2 separate regions of the Rattus norvegicus genome follow, and region 2 is linked to region 1. The links are chromatin contacts, called in public Hi-C maps. All regions are on one chromosome and are shown on one strand. Each heading gives the region's core, a stretch centred on a gene start, on an enhancer-like site or on the middle of the called end of the contact. The rest is flanking DNA. Distances are from core to core; before and after follow the strand shown.

Region 1 (3,672 bases), core at 453-2,952:
CCTTTTTGGTAAAACTGTATCTCCAAAAATATTTATTTACATTACAAATCATAATAGTAGCAAGATTACAGTTATGAAGTAGCAACAAAAATAACTCTATTGTTGGGGTCACCATAACATAAGAAATTGTATTAAAGGATCGCAGCATTAGCATGGTTGAGAACCACTGGTTTAAGTGTGGTAAGAAAGGAAGACTGAATTTGAATCCTTTCCTCATAAATGACTTGATTACTAAGAAAATTTTATTTGAAAAAAAATATTGAAAAGATGGGAAATCTGGACTCTACTCCAATATTGCAGAACTTGGATCCAAATCCACTCAATAAGTCGTGGCTGATAGGAGACAGATGATCAAAGCTTCGTCAAACTTTTTTTTTACATTTTTCTAATGTTAATGTAGAAAGAAAAATTCATTAATTGGAAAAGTCTTAATTAGTTAAGTCCTAATTAGATAAGCCTAGTATCCGGTAATTCAAGTATACAAGGCCGCAAAGGCAGGAGCATAGAGATGACAAAGGATTGCTCTTTTGTTCGATTTGATAATTTTAAGTACCAACTACTTTATCTGAAAAGAAATCGGATTCTACAGTCTGCTATCTGCCCTCTAGCTCCTTGGAACAACACTCAGCACCACTCTCCAAAGAAGGAAATGAATACATTGTTTCTTGGAAACCGGAAGTGGAGCAGGGAAGGAACCTGAGAGTATCTTAATCCCAATCCTTAATGTAGTTTGCATATAGTACCTCCCCCCGCAAAAAGTAATTACAATCTCCCAAGGATAAAGCAGATCATAACAGCGGACGCTAATATACAGAACCCAAGCTTAACCTAAGAGCACATCAGAAAAGATCTGCACCTTGAAGGACTGAAATATAAATAATTCGTGAAATGAGAAACACAGATACTGAACGTCATACGAGTCACATTGTTGCTACTAAGCTGCTGCTGTCGTGAAGGTATAAACAGTATAAACGTCTTTGTCCTGGGTACATTCTCTTGGTTACCAGTAGGTACGCATGGCGAAGAGCTGCAAGTTCAGTATGGAAAACGCCCATAAAGCCTTCCAAATGCTCCTAGGCCCCAGAAACATCCAGGCGCGCGCTTTCTTTGGAAGCGGACACTGGATAGTTGAGTGAGCAGCTCCGCCTAACCAGTCCTAGGATCCACGTCTTAAGCCAGCGGGGCAACCCCTTGCCCGGTTGTCCTTCGCCAGACAAGCGTGGGGCAGCCGAGAGACCGCGCGTGGCGCTCTTTGGCCATCTTCCCAGTGGCTTTGCTGGCCTGGGTTCTCGTTTGCACACTTTCTTCCCTGACTTTACGTTGCACTAAACCTAGAGTTGGCAGGGAACTGATAAGCCACGCCCCTCTCGTGACGTAGAGACAGTTGCATGCGGAAGCCCGTCCTTATTTCCGATCAGGTCCTGGCAGCTTTGAAAAGTAACGAGGTATATTATGTAATACATTTGCAACTTGCCAAATCAGTCGCATGTAAAGTGGTTATTTACAGGCTGAAAAATCACTTCTGCATGATTTTTAGCTACTAAGACAAGAAAATATAGCGTTTTTCAGTGCCACTGGAGCACGTGTTCTTATCTAGCGAGAAGCACCGTAAATACAGAGCGCGTGCGCGGGCAGGCGGCGGCGGAAAGCTTGCGAGATTACCCAGCGACTTTGCGTCCTCCCCGGGAGTGTCGGTGCTGGAGCTGGGCAAGCATGGGGAAGGTGAATGTGGCCAAGCTAAGGTACATGAGTCGAGATGACTTCAGAGTTCTGACTGCGGTAAGGAATACACTTTTCTTGCTTATCCATTCGGTGATGTCCTCTTCCTGCTATTCTAAGGCCGCTGGGAGCTGAGTGAGTGCTCTGATCTGTGGATTGTTGGCCGAAGCCGGGGTCTTGGTAAAGGACACCAAGGTCTAATTTTCATGAAGTTTTGTGGAAAAAAAAAACTATCTTTTCCTAAACATGGTTCTTCCTTTCTTCTTCTTTTGCTCCAGAAGTGCTTGCGTCTCTGGCCCGGGAAATTTCACTGATCTTTGGCTTTCCAACTAGGGAAGGGTGGGGGGGTTAAATCCTCGAAGGAGGCCTGTTGGGCCCCCAGTAATAGACCCAGCCACATAATGTTGAAGAAAACACATTTGTCAGGTTTCACTGACAAATTTAAGCTGTTCAGCAGAGTGCAAAACAAAGGAGGATAAGGGATGCCTCTTGGTCCAGGAGCAATTCAATAAATATGTTAACAATGTAATTATTAAGTAGTAAGTACGGTGAAGGTAGCAAAGGATAAAGGAATAGAAAGTATCCGTGTGTTGGAAGGTGAGGGAAGAGTACTGTCTGAGTTTTATAGTGATGGAGACTGAATCCAAGAATCTTATCTTTGCTGTTAATCAAATTACAAAATTTGTCCCCAACTCTGAACCAAGGAAATATTACCTACAGGAGAATAGGTGTCCTTGGAGAGAGTTGGAGGCAGACGAGCAGAAACCCAAAGATGATAGTGAAAGTCTTCATAAAAAAGAAAAGCCAGTATGATTGGTTCTAATGGTTGGGGGCATGCATAGAAAATGAGAACCAAACCATATAAACCCTTGCAGGCCTAGTAAACAATTTATATGGAAGCCCATGAATGTTTTCATTAGAAAAACAACAAAATATGATTGTGTAGTTTTAGTATTGAGAGGCACAGAGATGGGACTTATATCTAAGGTTAGAATAAGTCGGTCTTTGTTTAGAAGTCGTTGGCTTTTAATAATAAGGACTGTGTTACATAATAGAATATGTTATCTGAGTTGCTTGGTTCCTGTATTAAGCCTTTGTAGCCTAGGTAACATTTCCAAATTAATCAACTGTAAGGTCCATATGAACTTTGGTGTGTAATTCCTTTTTTCCTATAGCTTAATTAACCTACACTTTTTCCTTAAATACTTAATTAACCTACACTTTTTCCTTAAATGCTATTTTTTAAATAATGACTTTCCTTTTCAGCACATTCACTCATTTCTCTGCATCTTGACAAAAATGGGGTCGTCAACAGTGTTGGAGGATTGGGGAAGTGGGGACAGAACATAAAAATGAGTTATGAGTTAAAACTTTCTAGTGGTCAGTTATGGTGGGACACCAGAGTAAAAGATTTTTCTTTGAGAATTTCTAAGCTCCCTAAAGAATTATGTAGTCATTGAACTTTACATTAAGAAGCCAGATGGATGCTACCTACCAGATGCTGTCTTCCTTTTCCCGCTCCCTCTTTCTCTGGACTTCTTTGCCTCTGTATCCATTGTCATTTTTTTGACTTGTTGCACGTTTAGTGTAAACTCCCCCTCCCCCAGTTTTTCACATCCCCATCTCATTTATATTTTAATAACCCTTTTCCTTTGCTTCAAAATTTTGACTCTTCATTCCTCCCCACCCCCAGCTGGGGACCGAACCCAGGGCCTTGCGCTTGCTAGGCAAGCGCTCTACCACTGAGCTAAATCCCCAACCCCTCTTCATTCCTTTTACCCTCTCATATGTTGTTGTCTGACTCTTCCACACTGCTTCCTAATTCAATGGAGAACAGTCTAGAAAGACCCCTGACATGAACCTCGGCCCTCCACACAAGGAACATCTACCCCATATGAAGGAGCAGAACTCTTTAATCCCCTCCTCTTGTTACCACCGCCCTTGCTGCTTACT
Region 2 (3,979 bases), core at 749-3,248, 570 kb after region 1:
AAGAGAGAAGAATGGGGGGAGGGGATGGAGAAGAGGGAAGGAGAAAAGAGAAAGGGAGAGACCCGGAGAGGAGACTAGAAGATCGGAGGAGGGTGGAAACTAGACTAAATAAAAAAAAAAAAAGGCAACGAAAAAAGGAGAGGGAGACAGAAATTCAGAGAAAAGGAGAGACAAAGCCAGGGAAGAAGATGAAAGAAGATTGTGAAAAAGAGGGAGAGACTTGAGAAGTAGATATGGAAGATAGGAGGTGAGAAAGAGGTGAATGTAGAGAGGGTCAGCTAGAACAGAGACAGAGGGAGGACCAGACGTCCAGATATGGGAGGAGAGGAAAGTCTAGTCAGGGATGATACAAACTGAGAAAGAAAGGCAAAATTTGAAAAGGGCCAGGTTAAAAAAAAAAAGGGGGTGGGGAGGAGAGAAAGAAACAAGAAGATGGACATGGAACCTGGGAACCTCAGAGGACCAGTTCTGAACTTAGAGCCTCAGGGTGGGTGCACATCCTAGGGCCCCTCCCACCTGCAGCCAATTGACTTTGGCCTAGTGGCTTCCCTTCTGGGAGGCTCATGGGTGCAGGTAGCGACCTCATTAATGAGTTGGGGGGCGTCGAGAAGACAGGGCCCTGGGTTGTATCATTATTCCTTGAGCATAGCTAAAGGTTGAGAATGGTTTTGGAAAAGGTAGGATTATTCCGAGAGGCCCATGAGGATTTCTGATACCCAAAAAGCCTTTAGCTCATACCTGGGATATGAAACCTTTAGGGGTTACAGAAGGGGCTCGGATTGCCAAGACAAATGGGAGCACATCCTTTCTGCACTCCAGAAGCCAGTTCTCTAACCCGACTGTGCCTTCTCTAAGGGAAGTGCCTGGTTGGATCCTGAGTCTGCTGGAGGAGGTCGGGGTGGAGAAGAACCGGTGAGGGTTAGGGACTGGACCCCTGGGTCTGACTGAGGAGAACTGAGTCCGATGGCACGGGGGTCTACAATGCTAGATGGGAGGGAGGGATGGGACTTGGACCCCAAAGTCTAAGGGAGGAAGTCTGGAGGAAATCTGTGGGAGGGAGGGCTGGGATGAGGACCCCTTAGTCTAACGGAGGAGGGCTGAGGTCTGAATCTCTTGGCTTTGAAAGAGGGTGACTGGGGCTTAGATTGTGGGGCTGGGACTGAATTCCTGGGTTCCTTGGGGAGGAGGGGGCCGGGGGCCCGGACTCCTGGGTCCTGGCACCCACCCGTAGAACCGACCTTGCGGGGCCTTCGCCGCACACAAGCTCGTGTCTGTGGGTCCGTGTCGGGGGCTCACCATCGCGGCTGGGACCTCCCCGGCCCTCCCCCACCCTCCCTACTTCTGGTCTCCCATCAATCCATCTGTCAATCTGCCCACCTGCCGCGCCCCCCGGGCTGAGGTAGGAGGTTGTATAGTTGAGGAAGACACCCGAGGAGATCACTATACGGCCTCCTAGCTTTCCCCAGGCTGCGCCCTGCACTGGAAGGGGCCGGCGGGGACCCCAGGTCCACACCACTGCTCCAGAGTTCCCGGTAGGAGCTGGGGTGTCTTCTCTGTCCCCATTCTGCCCTATCCCCTTTCCTTACAGTCTCTATGCCATCATAAGATTTTCTAGTTGTCTGTCTCTTGTCTTTTAAACCACTGTCTCTAGGGTTCTAGGAGCTCCTATTTCTCTAGTGCTGTGAATCAATCGCTGACATTGTGGGTTTCTGAACTTCTTGATATCTCTCCTGGTTTCTGTCTGTCTTCTGGGTATCTCTTTTTCTGTCACTCTTCCCTGCTCCCACCTCGGGGGAAGAGGTCTTTTCTGGTCCACCATAGCTGCATTGCCGGCCTCTGGGTCCCTGAGACCCTTTAACCTGTGAGGACGTCCAGGGTCACAGGTGAGGTTCTTGGGAGCCTGGCGCCTGGCTCAGCCACAACTTAGGGATTTCAGGTGACCCCTGGCAACCTTCCTCTAAATGAAGTCTAATGCTTGACCACCTGCTGAAACTCAATCTCTGATCACAGGCTTCCCCTCCCCCACAGTGACCTCACAAAGGTTACTATCTTCTGCTCAGTCTCAGAGACCCTCTGTTATGGGACTTGTTGCCTTAGTAGGGAGCTTTGTCCTGTTGCTCCTGCTGATCTTCAGGGCATCCACATGGGCTTGTCTCTTCTGCTTCACTACGCATGAGGAACGCCTCAGTCTCTGCCGGATGTTTGTGGGCTCAGAGGACTCCAAGATACGCAAGTGTAGAGATGCTCTCACAGATGCTTTTGAGGGTTTCTCAGACATGGAAATCAGTGAGGAGCCCCTTCTTTGCCCCTTCTTCATAAACCAGGGCCCGGGGGAGGGGAAGGAGAATCTTTGAGTTACTCGAAGAAGCAAAGCTAAGTACAGGATCATGGAAGAGAGACAGGTGGAAACAATGAAAGGAAACAGGTTCAGAGTGGGGTGTAGACAGATGAGACAGTGCCTCAGAGGCTAATGATAGTAAGAGCTGTGACAGAGTTAGAAGGAAAGAGATGGACAAGTAGAAAGAGTAGAGGCATTGTTCGGAGAGAGGAGGGTATGGATTGGAACACAAATGAGTGGGGAGATCAGAGACTTACAGAGGGGGACAGAGAGCTACAAATCCAGAGAGATGAATGAGAGACACAGAGAGTAAGGTACATAGAGATAAGACAGGAACAGAGACCCAGAGTGAGTGAGATATGTACTAATAGCAGAGATAACAGAGGTTCGGGATGTATAGAGAGACAGTTATCCAGAGATGGCACAGAGACCTATGGGGTTGGAGTAAAGATAGAGAAGGGGAAGCAGATGCAAGGTGCCAGGTAAGAGACAGGCCTAAAGAGAGGGATGAGAGGGAGTGAGAGATAACCCAGATACCAGATTGAAGGTTTGGGTTGGGGTTGGGGGCGGTCTCCAGTTCTCAATGTAGGGAACATAGACTGGGACTATAGAATCTGGGATGGTCATAGGGATTGGAGATATTCAGCCATAAGTTGGACATAGAGAACACTGTGGAACCAGGTTTGTGCCATGGTGTCTCTGCCTGCTTCTCATCCACCTTCAGACTATGATGAGAGGAGCCACCTGCATGATGAATTTACACAGATGACAGTTTTCCTTCAGGAGGTGGCTGCTGTCCAGGGTGAGTGTTTTGTGTACTATGAAGGCATAAGTGAATTCTCTAATGGGGAAAGTGATCTTTAGGGAGTGATAGTGGAAACCTGTTTGAGTTAGGTTATTTGTTGAGAAAACTCCAGAGGTGATGGGAGTCAAAGATGGGAGGTTTACAAGTCACAGGGAGTCTGAAGCTTTTCGGCGTCAAGTACATGTGACCTACCAGTGAATCTCACTGTCTAGCTCTGGAGCCCAGGTGAGAGGCTCTACTTACTCACCTGTAAGGTAGAAGATTTCTTAGGCTCTCAGGTGGAGTCGTTCTTGTCATCTTTGAAGGTGGAACATTCTCATCTCCTAAGGTGAGACATTCTCTCTATCTCCCAGAGAAGTCAGAGCTCACTGGGAGGAAATGCTGTTTTTTGAGATGGGTGTTAGAGAAGATACAATTCCTTCCAACAAGACAGACTTAATCCTTTAGGATAAGACAGACAGGTCAGACAGACAGACACACACACACACACACACACACACACACTACTCATGGCTAACAAAGATAGGTTAGGAAGAGTGGAGCTAGCCACTTAGAGGGCAGATATAGTCAGGGCCAGACTATATTTTTGCTGGAACATTAGGGAAGATCATACCCATGTAGCTGTGCGTAATATACTTAAGGCTCTGGGGACATGAGTTTCAAAAAGACATGATTAACACTATTCATACCAGGTGCCCCCAACCACAGTCTACTAAGTATATTAGATAGTAATAGTTTGGCTGTGTGAGAACTCCTTTTTGCTTGTTTACTCATTTGAAGGATAAATTGGCTACTCCCAGAATCTGGGAGTTCGAGGCCCCCCCCCCCTTTTTCCT

Evidence for each region. A called contact is a pair of places that touch in the nucleus more often than the background predicts.
Region 2: a contact with region 1 is called in a Hi-C map of frontal cortex, with 2.1 times the contacts expected there. The contact joins the promoter of Spaca6 here to the promoter of Riok2 in region 1. A contact is called at or near these places in 2 of 12 Hi-C or Micro-C datasets (frontal cortex and mammary epithelial cells) and 1 of 1 datasets of contacts at active chromatin or transcription factors (oligodendrocytes).

What each region holds. Positions count from the first base shown.
Region 1 is chr1:66,774,513-66,778,184 of GRCr8, forward strand. Riok2 (RIO kinase 2) reads left to right here and starts at 1,703. Exons shown (of 10, transcript NM_001009687.1): 1 at 1,703-1,779. The coding sequence starts at 1,714. LOC134485095 (a long non-coding RNA gene) reads right to left here and starts at 1,287. Exons shown (of 2, transcript XR_010062955.1): 1 at 857-1,287; 2 at 1-385.
Region 2 is chr1:67,348,848-67,352,826 of GRCr8, forward strand. It overlaps Spaca6 (sperm acrosome associated 6), which reads left to right and starts at 1,999. Exons shown (of 9, transcript NM_001135720.1): 1 at 1,999-2,286; 2 at 3,063-3,146. The coding sequence starts at 2,079. Mir99b (microRNA 99b) reads left to right here and starts at 1,217; the gene lies at 1,217-1,286. Mir3596c (microRNA 3596c) reads right to left here and starts at 1,489; the gene lies at 1,373-1,489. It overlaps Mirlet7e (microRNA let-7e), which reads left to right and starts at 1,382; the gene lies at 1,382-1,474. It also overlaps Mir125a.